Regions from separate parts of the Hordeum vulgare genome. Here region 1 is linked to region 2. A link is a contact called in public Hi-C data. All regions are on one chromosome and are shown on one strand. The core of a region is the stretch at or near the end of the contact, and the rest is flanking DNA. Distances in the headings are between cores, read along the strand shown.

Region 1 (3,350 bases), core at 30-2,529, 640 kb after region 2:
TACCTATATAGCAGTGTAACGAACCTACATGTGTGCATCACGTAACTATCTTCCGAGCATTTAGGCCATTAACCACCATTCATTTCTCATCAGCAGATAACCACACAAAAAAGGTGAACCGTACAAATACAAGAAAGGAATCCTACAGAGATACACCATCTCTTGTCAACATAACACAGAACTCGGCAGTTAGAGAAAACCAAAATAACAGCGAGCTACAGCGCAATCACCAAAAAGGTGGTAGATAGCTGTCTACCAATATGGCTCTCAAAATAATCAGTAGAATGTACTACTTCCCAAGCAACCACTAAGCAGTACTCCGTATATACCATGCCGTCTGCAATGAACAAGTCACGAGTACTTGTTGCAGCCTAGTGAGTTGGGAAAGACCCGGCACATAAATAAAAGGGAAAGAGACACAACCTTGAGCTTTTCAGCTGCTACTACATGCTCCTTGGTAGCCTCCCCGAATCGGCGCTGCACCTCGATGATCTGTGGGTGGGCGATGGCCTGTGCGCGCAGATCGATCTCGACCTGCTGCAGCTCCTCCCGCTGCCGCACGATGCTCTGCAGGCGCTGCTGCAGGATGTCATCGCTGAGCCCACCGCTCCCATCGATGGTGATCGAGCAGAAGTCGTCCAGCCCTCCCGACTCATCCTGCACCAAGAACCCAATCCGCCGCCTATTCAAACCACGCCAAAATCAACCAAGCAAAGGTGCATTGCTGCGAGGAAGATAGCACACACACACACGCATACCTGGTAGATGGCCCTGCCCTCGGACTGCGCCATCTTCATGCGCTCCGCGGCATCCTAAAGAAACACCAATACAAACAAGACGGAGACGCAGCATGAGAGACAGACGGACGGCGGTGAGGGGAAAGAAAGGGTTTTTGCCGTGCGGGTGGACCGAGGCGGCGGGGGGGACGACCTCGGCGCCATTGGTGCGGAGCGGGGCGTCGGGGACGGCGCGCCACTCCTTGCGCGCCGCCGCGGCCTCCATTTCGCGTCGCTGGCGGGGTCCGGACCGGCTCCCACCGCGCCGGATCGGGATCTGGCGGCGGGGCTAGGGTTTAGTCCTCGCGGCGAGGCCCGCCGTGAGGAAGCCCGAACGAACCGCGGCTGGAGGCCGATGGGGGGAGGGGCTAGGGTTTTACGCGAGCTGCGGATGAGGCGATCGGAAATTCTCCGGGGGGGGGGGGGGGGGGGGATTTGTGCGGGGCGTGCGATTGTGGGAGAGGAGGCGGCGGGATGCCGGGATGGAAAGCACAGGGAGTAGAGACCCCGAGAGGAGGAGTGTGTCTATGTGATTCGTACTAGTGATCTGGTGGTGGGGTCAATCTGTCAGGGATTCAGGGCCCGAGACATACTTGTGCGATGTTGCATGATTGCCTCTTGTGTGCCGTAAGAAATGTACTTCTTAAGATGTACTGTACTTCAGTATTCATATATTACTTGTATTCATAATATTTCCTCTTGTTTTTCGAACAACAAGTATTGTGATACACAGGGAGTAATAGTGATATAAATATGTTACACATACAAGCAACAGAAAATATCAACAAGGGTACAAACGGTTGTATCACTGTTGCATATGTCCTTGCTGTAACTATTAACAAATCATGACCTTCGCCGTCGTCGAAAAAGAAAGGTGGTCCACAACTTTGGCGTTGAAGAAACCCTTGACGAGGAGGCATTAACGAACCACAATAGTCCCAACTACGGAACATTGGATCTATACCCGTAAAGAACATTGACTGTGAGCCTCTTCACCTACGAGTCCAAGGCCAACGCCAACCCACCTTACAATAGGCGGTCGGATCCTCCATCGTCTTGTGCATATCCGCATTAGTCATGACTATCGCATTTCAATAGCTTGGACTCCACAAGACTCTTCCCCGCACCAACCACACCTCCAACGAGCAAGAGCGCGGGCTTGGAGATCATTATTCCTATGAGCACCATCGGCATCTGCCCCACCATGACATCGACGGAGGAAACTCGGAACCTAGAAACCCTAGGACTAAAACACACTCGAACAAGAAACCGGGGCTCCCCTCACCCTCACGATGCCAAGATGGTGATCGTAGGGGAAGGGGCGGTGGGATTGCTAGCGAGTGTCATGTATCTGGAAAATGCACCTCTTTTTATGATCGTGAGAGAGGAGTCGCGATCTATTGTAAGAAAAAAAATTCAATATAGAGGGCATGTTTGGTATCTTGCATTAGAACAACTCCAACAATTCTTCTAAAGGACATTTCATAAATCTTTTCACACGATGATGGTAAAATTTAGGACAAGTTTCCTTAGAACAACTTGGTCATGTTTCGTAAAGTTCTTCCCCTAATTTTTTTTCAGTTTCTATGTTTTATTAAACAACCTAGCTAATGGCCTAAGGTCCTGAATTCAGTGACACATTGATACGTCCATTCTGTATCATTATTTTTTACTATAACTTATGCAGATTCAATGACATCATTTCATGGAATTCTAATGTATTTTATCTCTTAAAATGCAAGGAGTACAAAGAGAGTGGATTACCGGAGAGCTGGAATTATGGACATAAAATGCAACACAAGAAAAAATAATTCTCCAGAGCTCAAAACGTAGCATGGATTTTTGAATAATTATTTCAATATATATAGGAAAATAGGTCGGTATTCCTAAGAGTATGTACTCCTGGGCACGTGGTGCCTTGGGAGTATAAAAGAGGAGTCCTATATATATGAATAATTATTTGAATAATTATGAAGCCATAATGGGCCAGAGAGGACCCATCGGGGCCCCATTGTTGGAAATATGCCCTTGAGGCAATAATAAATTAATTATTATCATAGTTCCTTGTTCATGATAATCGTTTATTACCATACTATAATTATATTGATTGAAAACTCAAATACATGTGTGGGTACATAGACAACAAAGTGTCCTTAGTATGTCTCTACTAGACTAGCTCGTTGATCAAAGATGGCTAAGATTTCCTCGCCATAGACATGAGTTGTCATTTGATAACGGGATCACATCATTAGTAGAATGATGTGATTGACAAGATCGAAACCGTAAGCATAGCGTTTGATCGTATCAAGTTTACTGCTATTGCTTTCTACATGTTAATGTATATGTTCCTATGACCATGAGATCATGCAGCTCACTGACACCACAGGTATGCCTTGTGTGTATCAAATGTCACAACGTAACGGGGTGACTATAAAGATGCTCTACAGGTATCTCCAAGGGTGTGTGTGGAGTTGGCATGGATCAAACTGGGATTTGTCACTCCGTATGACGGAGAGGTATCTCGGGGCCCACACGGTAATACAACATCACAATAAGCTTGCAAGCAATGTGGCT
Region 2 (3,480 bases), core at 97-2,596:
CCTAATATGTTTCCTCTGTTATAATACAGATACTCTTTTTGCTAAAATTTTTAATAAATCTCAAATGATTGTTTCTAGTCATTGTTGCTCATTTTGTACTCATACCTACAGAGTAACATTTTTTTTTATTTTTTTCTCGTGGGGCTGTCATTCTCAACTTCAAAGTGAAGTGAGGCGAAGGACACACTTTAAGAGGTACCCATCGTTTGGCCCCAGCTTGTGTTTCCCCCCCCCCCCCACTCCATACATAAATATATACTCCCTCCATTTTACGCATATTAGCTTAAGCTTAAGTCAATTTTTTTAAATAATCCATAATTTCACAATAAAAAATATATATGATATGAAAATATATTTAATGACGATTTCGATCTTATTTGATTTGGTATTTTGGATCTTATTTTTTTTTGTATAACTTGGGTTAAAGTTTAAAAAGTTCGACTAGACACAAAGCTAATATGTCAAGTAAATAAACACGAAGGGGATATATCATTGTACTAGGATGGTAATTCGTGACAAACCATTATTTGTACTGTATATTTAATGCTGGGGGAGGCAGGGCGGCCACATGCAATGTGTTGTATTCTTGTGCTCTCAAGTGATTGGGCTTTTGGCGGCTTTCGGCTGCCGGCCGGAGCCCACACAAGGCAGCATGTGCACCTTCACCTATACATACGTGTATGCATTCAAAGAAGAGCTACCTATAATGTCACGTTGACAGGTGGGGCCTAAAAGAATCTTGTCGGCATCACGTGTAAGGTATGGCCATTTCGATGTTTTATAAACCAGAAGTACAACTGTTTTCCGTTTTCTTTTTTATACTCTAATAACAAGTGTTTTTTATGTTCACATACGCCTCCACTGGATCCTTCAAATAGGGAAAGTGAAACTGGATTGATTACATATACTTTCTCCATTTCTAAATATAAGTCTTTTTACTTATTAAAAAAATTACATACAAATCTACATATAGACATATTTTAGACTATAGATTCTTTTATTTTATTTTATATATAGTTTTAATGAAATCTCTAAAAAAAAAATATTTAAGAACTAAGGAAGTAAGTACAAAAATGACCAACTCGACTATGTAATCCTTATGACTGAAAACTGTTTTGTGCCTATATTTTTTAACATGCTTCCACAGGATACATTTGTTTGAGCGATAACTAAATTACACGGAAGGAGTAATACATAATAGCTTACTGTTATCATAATTATTATTTAGTATTATCATTATTATTGTTATTATATTTTTATTATCGAGCTAGTGGGAGCTCCAGCATGAATTTGAAAAATGAACATGAAAAGAAAATGGGAACCAATAGAGACGGCCAACTTGCGCAGTTAATTATTCCCAGAAATGCAAGAAACAAACCGTACTGCACTTGGGGGTGGAAAGAGGCCAAGCAGAGGTGGTGAACCCTGAAAGTGAGCTCTAGGATAGGAGAGGAGCCAGCCAACAAACGAGAAGAATAAAAGCTAGGAGAGGTCCAAGATTCCCACTGGACCTTGGTTCCCTTCTCTTTTCTTGGCTCATTGGAAGGTCCTGCCTGCCATCTGGGTTCGTGGCGACCGGCGCAAGAGAGCCTGGGGTTTTGGGAGCTCTAGCATCAATCATCTGGTTTTGTTTCCTTGGTGCACTGGCTTCTGGGGGGAAATTGGTAAGGTTTCATTTTTATTTTTTCCTTTTCTCCTGTCTCAGTTTGTAGGTTTGAATTTCATAGCTTTTCTCGTTCATCTTCGGTTCTTGGAGATGTTCTTTGTTAGGATCGGCCGCCGTGCCAAAAGCTGGCAAGAATGCTGAGATTTGTCTTCTCCCCCTTGCAGTATCAGGTGCTGTGTTCATGGCCCAAGGCTATTGATTGGTGGGGATCCCAGTGCTTGCAACGGTTGGTCCAAGGCAGCCTTTGCCTCCTGTAAATCAGAGAAGGCAAGTCTTGAATTTTTCGCGATCACAATCTCAGGTCCGTAGGAATCAAGAGAAGCAACCGTAATCACCGGAGTTGGTGAGGCAAGGGGTTACCTGGATTTTCCCAAGAACAGGAATCCCTCCGGTCACGTCTGGTTGATTCTTGGGCTTGGACATGGAGAGGCAGACCAGCTTCCGCCTGGGCGCGCTGGAGAAGCTCAAGAGCTTCCGGGGAATGGACAACTTCAGGCGGAGCAAGGACAGTCCCGGCAAGCGCGGTGACACGCCGCTCCACCTCGCGGCGAGGGCCGGCAACGTCTCCAACGTCCAGAGGATCCTTGCCGAACCCGGCCGGGAGCTGGCCGGCGAACTGGCCGCCCGGCCGAACCAGGACGGGGAGACGGCGCTGTACGTGGCCGCCGACAAGGGGCACACCGAGGTGGTGCGCGAGATCCTGAAGGTGTCCGATATGCAGACGGCGGGGATCAAGGCCAGCAACAGCTTCGACGCCTTCCACATCGCGGCCAAGCAGGGCCATCTGGGTAACCTTTTTTTCCTTGTCACCAGACCGGCATATTGTTTGTTCTGATAATTCATTTCAATCCAAGCCTGTGAGATGATTCCTTAGAGGTCTTTGTATTCAGGATGTGGGCATAGATTTTGGTGCAGTGAGTAGATTGCTCTGGGTCGAAAAATGTCTCTTCTTGTCTGATTGAGTTGGTGGCATACTAGTGCTCACAACAAGAACATTGATTTTGTTCATGATATTTCATCTAAGAACAAGTGCTAACATCAATTATTCCGTGGCTATCCTCTTTTCTCATTAATGTCTGAAAATAATGCATACCAGATTTTATTTAGACTCTAATCTTGACTATTTTATGTACTAGTATGTGGCAACTGACAAGTTGAGTTTCTCAGTAGCACCAGCAGTCCTGATTTATGAGTGGTAGGGAAATTCTGGATTATTCTCAAAGAAGTTATGGTGTGATGTGTAAGAGATAGTCGTAGTTGTGTTGTGCACGTTGGATATAATGCAACCACTAGTTAGATCTTATCTCACTCTGCTTTATTCTACTGGAACTTATATCATTCTGATTGTTGACTTTTTGGTAGTGGAGATCGAATTACAATCATAAATCATAACTGCAATGACTTGCTTGATAATATGGTTTCAAGGTAAATTTCGAAAAATATCTGTGGCTTATTCTCTTGTTCCATTTGTTGATTGTGCAGATGTTTTGAAGGAGCTGCTGCAGGCCTTTCCTGCTCTAGCTATGACCACAAACTCTGTAAACGCCACAGCTCTGGAAACTGCTGCCATTCAGGGTCACATTGATATTGTCAACCTCCTACTGGAAACCGATGCTAGCCTTGCCAAAATTGCGAGAAACAATGGGAAGACAGTTTTGCATTCCGCGGCGAGGATGGGCCATGTGGAAGTTGTAAGATCCTTGTTGAATAAGGATCCAGGGATTGGTTTAAGAACGGACAAGAAGGGGCAAACGGCGCTGCATATGGCGTCGAAAGGAACAAATGCTGAAATTGTGGTTGAGTTGTTGAAGCCT

Evidence for each region. Hi-C and Micro-C count contacts between places; a contact is called where the count stands out from the background.
Region 1: a contact with region 2 is called in a Hi-C map of seedling, with 5 times the contacts expected there. The contact joins the promoter of LOC123412578 here to the promoter of LOC123410529 in region 2. A contact is called at or near these places in 2 of 6 Hi-C or Micro-C datasets (leaf and seedling).

The regions. Positions count from the first base shown.
Region 1 is chr7H:223,617,032-223,620,381 of MorexV3_pseudomolecules_assembly, forward strand. LOC123412578 reads right to left here and starts at 1,280. Exons shown (of 16, transcript XM_045105528.1): 1 at 931-1,280; 2 at 759-812; 3 at 424-657. The coding sequence starts at 1,002.
Region 2 is chr7H:222,975,261-222,978,740 of MorexV3_pseudomolecules_assembly, forward strand. LOC123410529 (ankyrin repeat-containing protein At5g02620-like) reads left to right here and starts at 1,347. Exons shown (of 4, transcript XM_045103477.1): 1 at 1,347-1,664; 2 at 1,831-2,454; 3 at 3,149-3,480. The coding sequence starts at 2,088.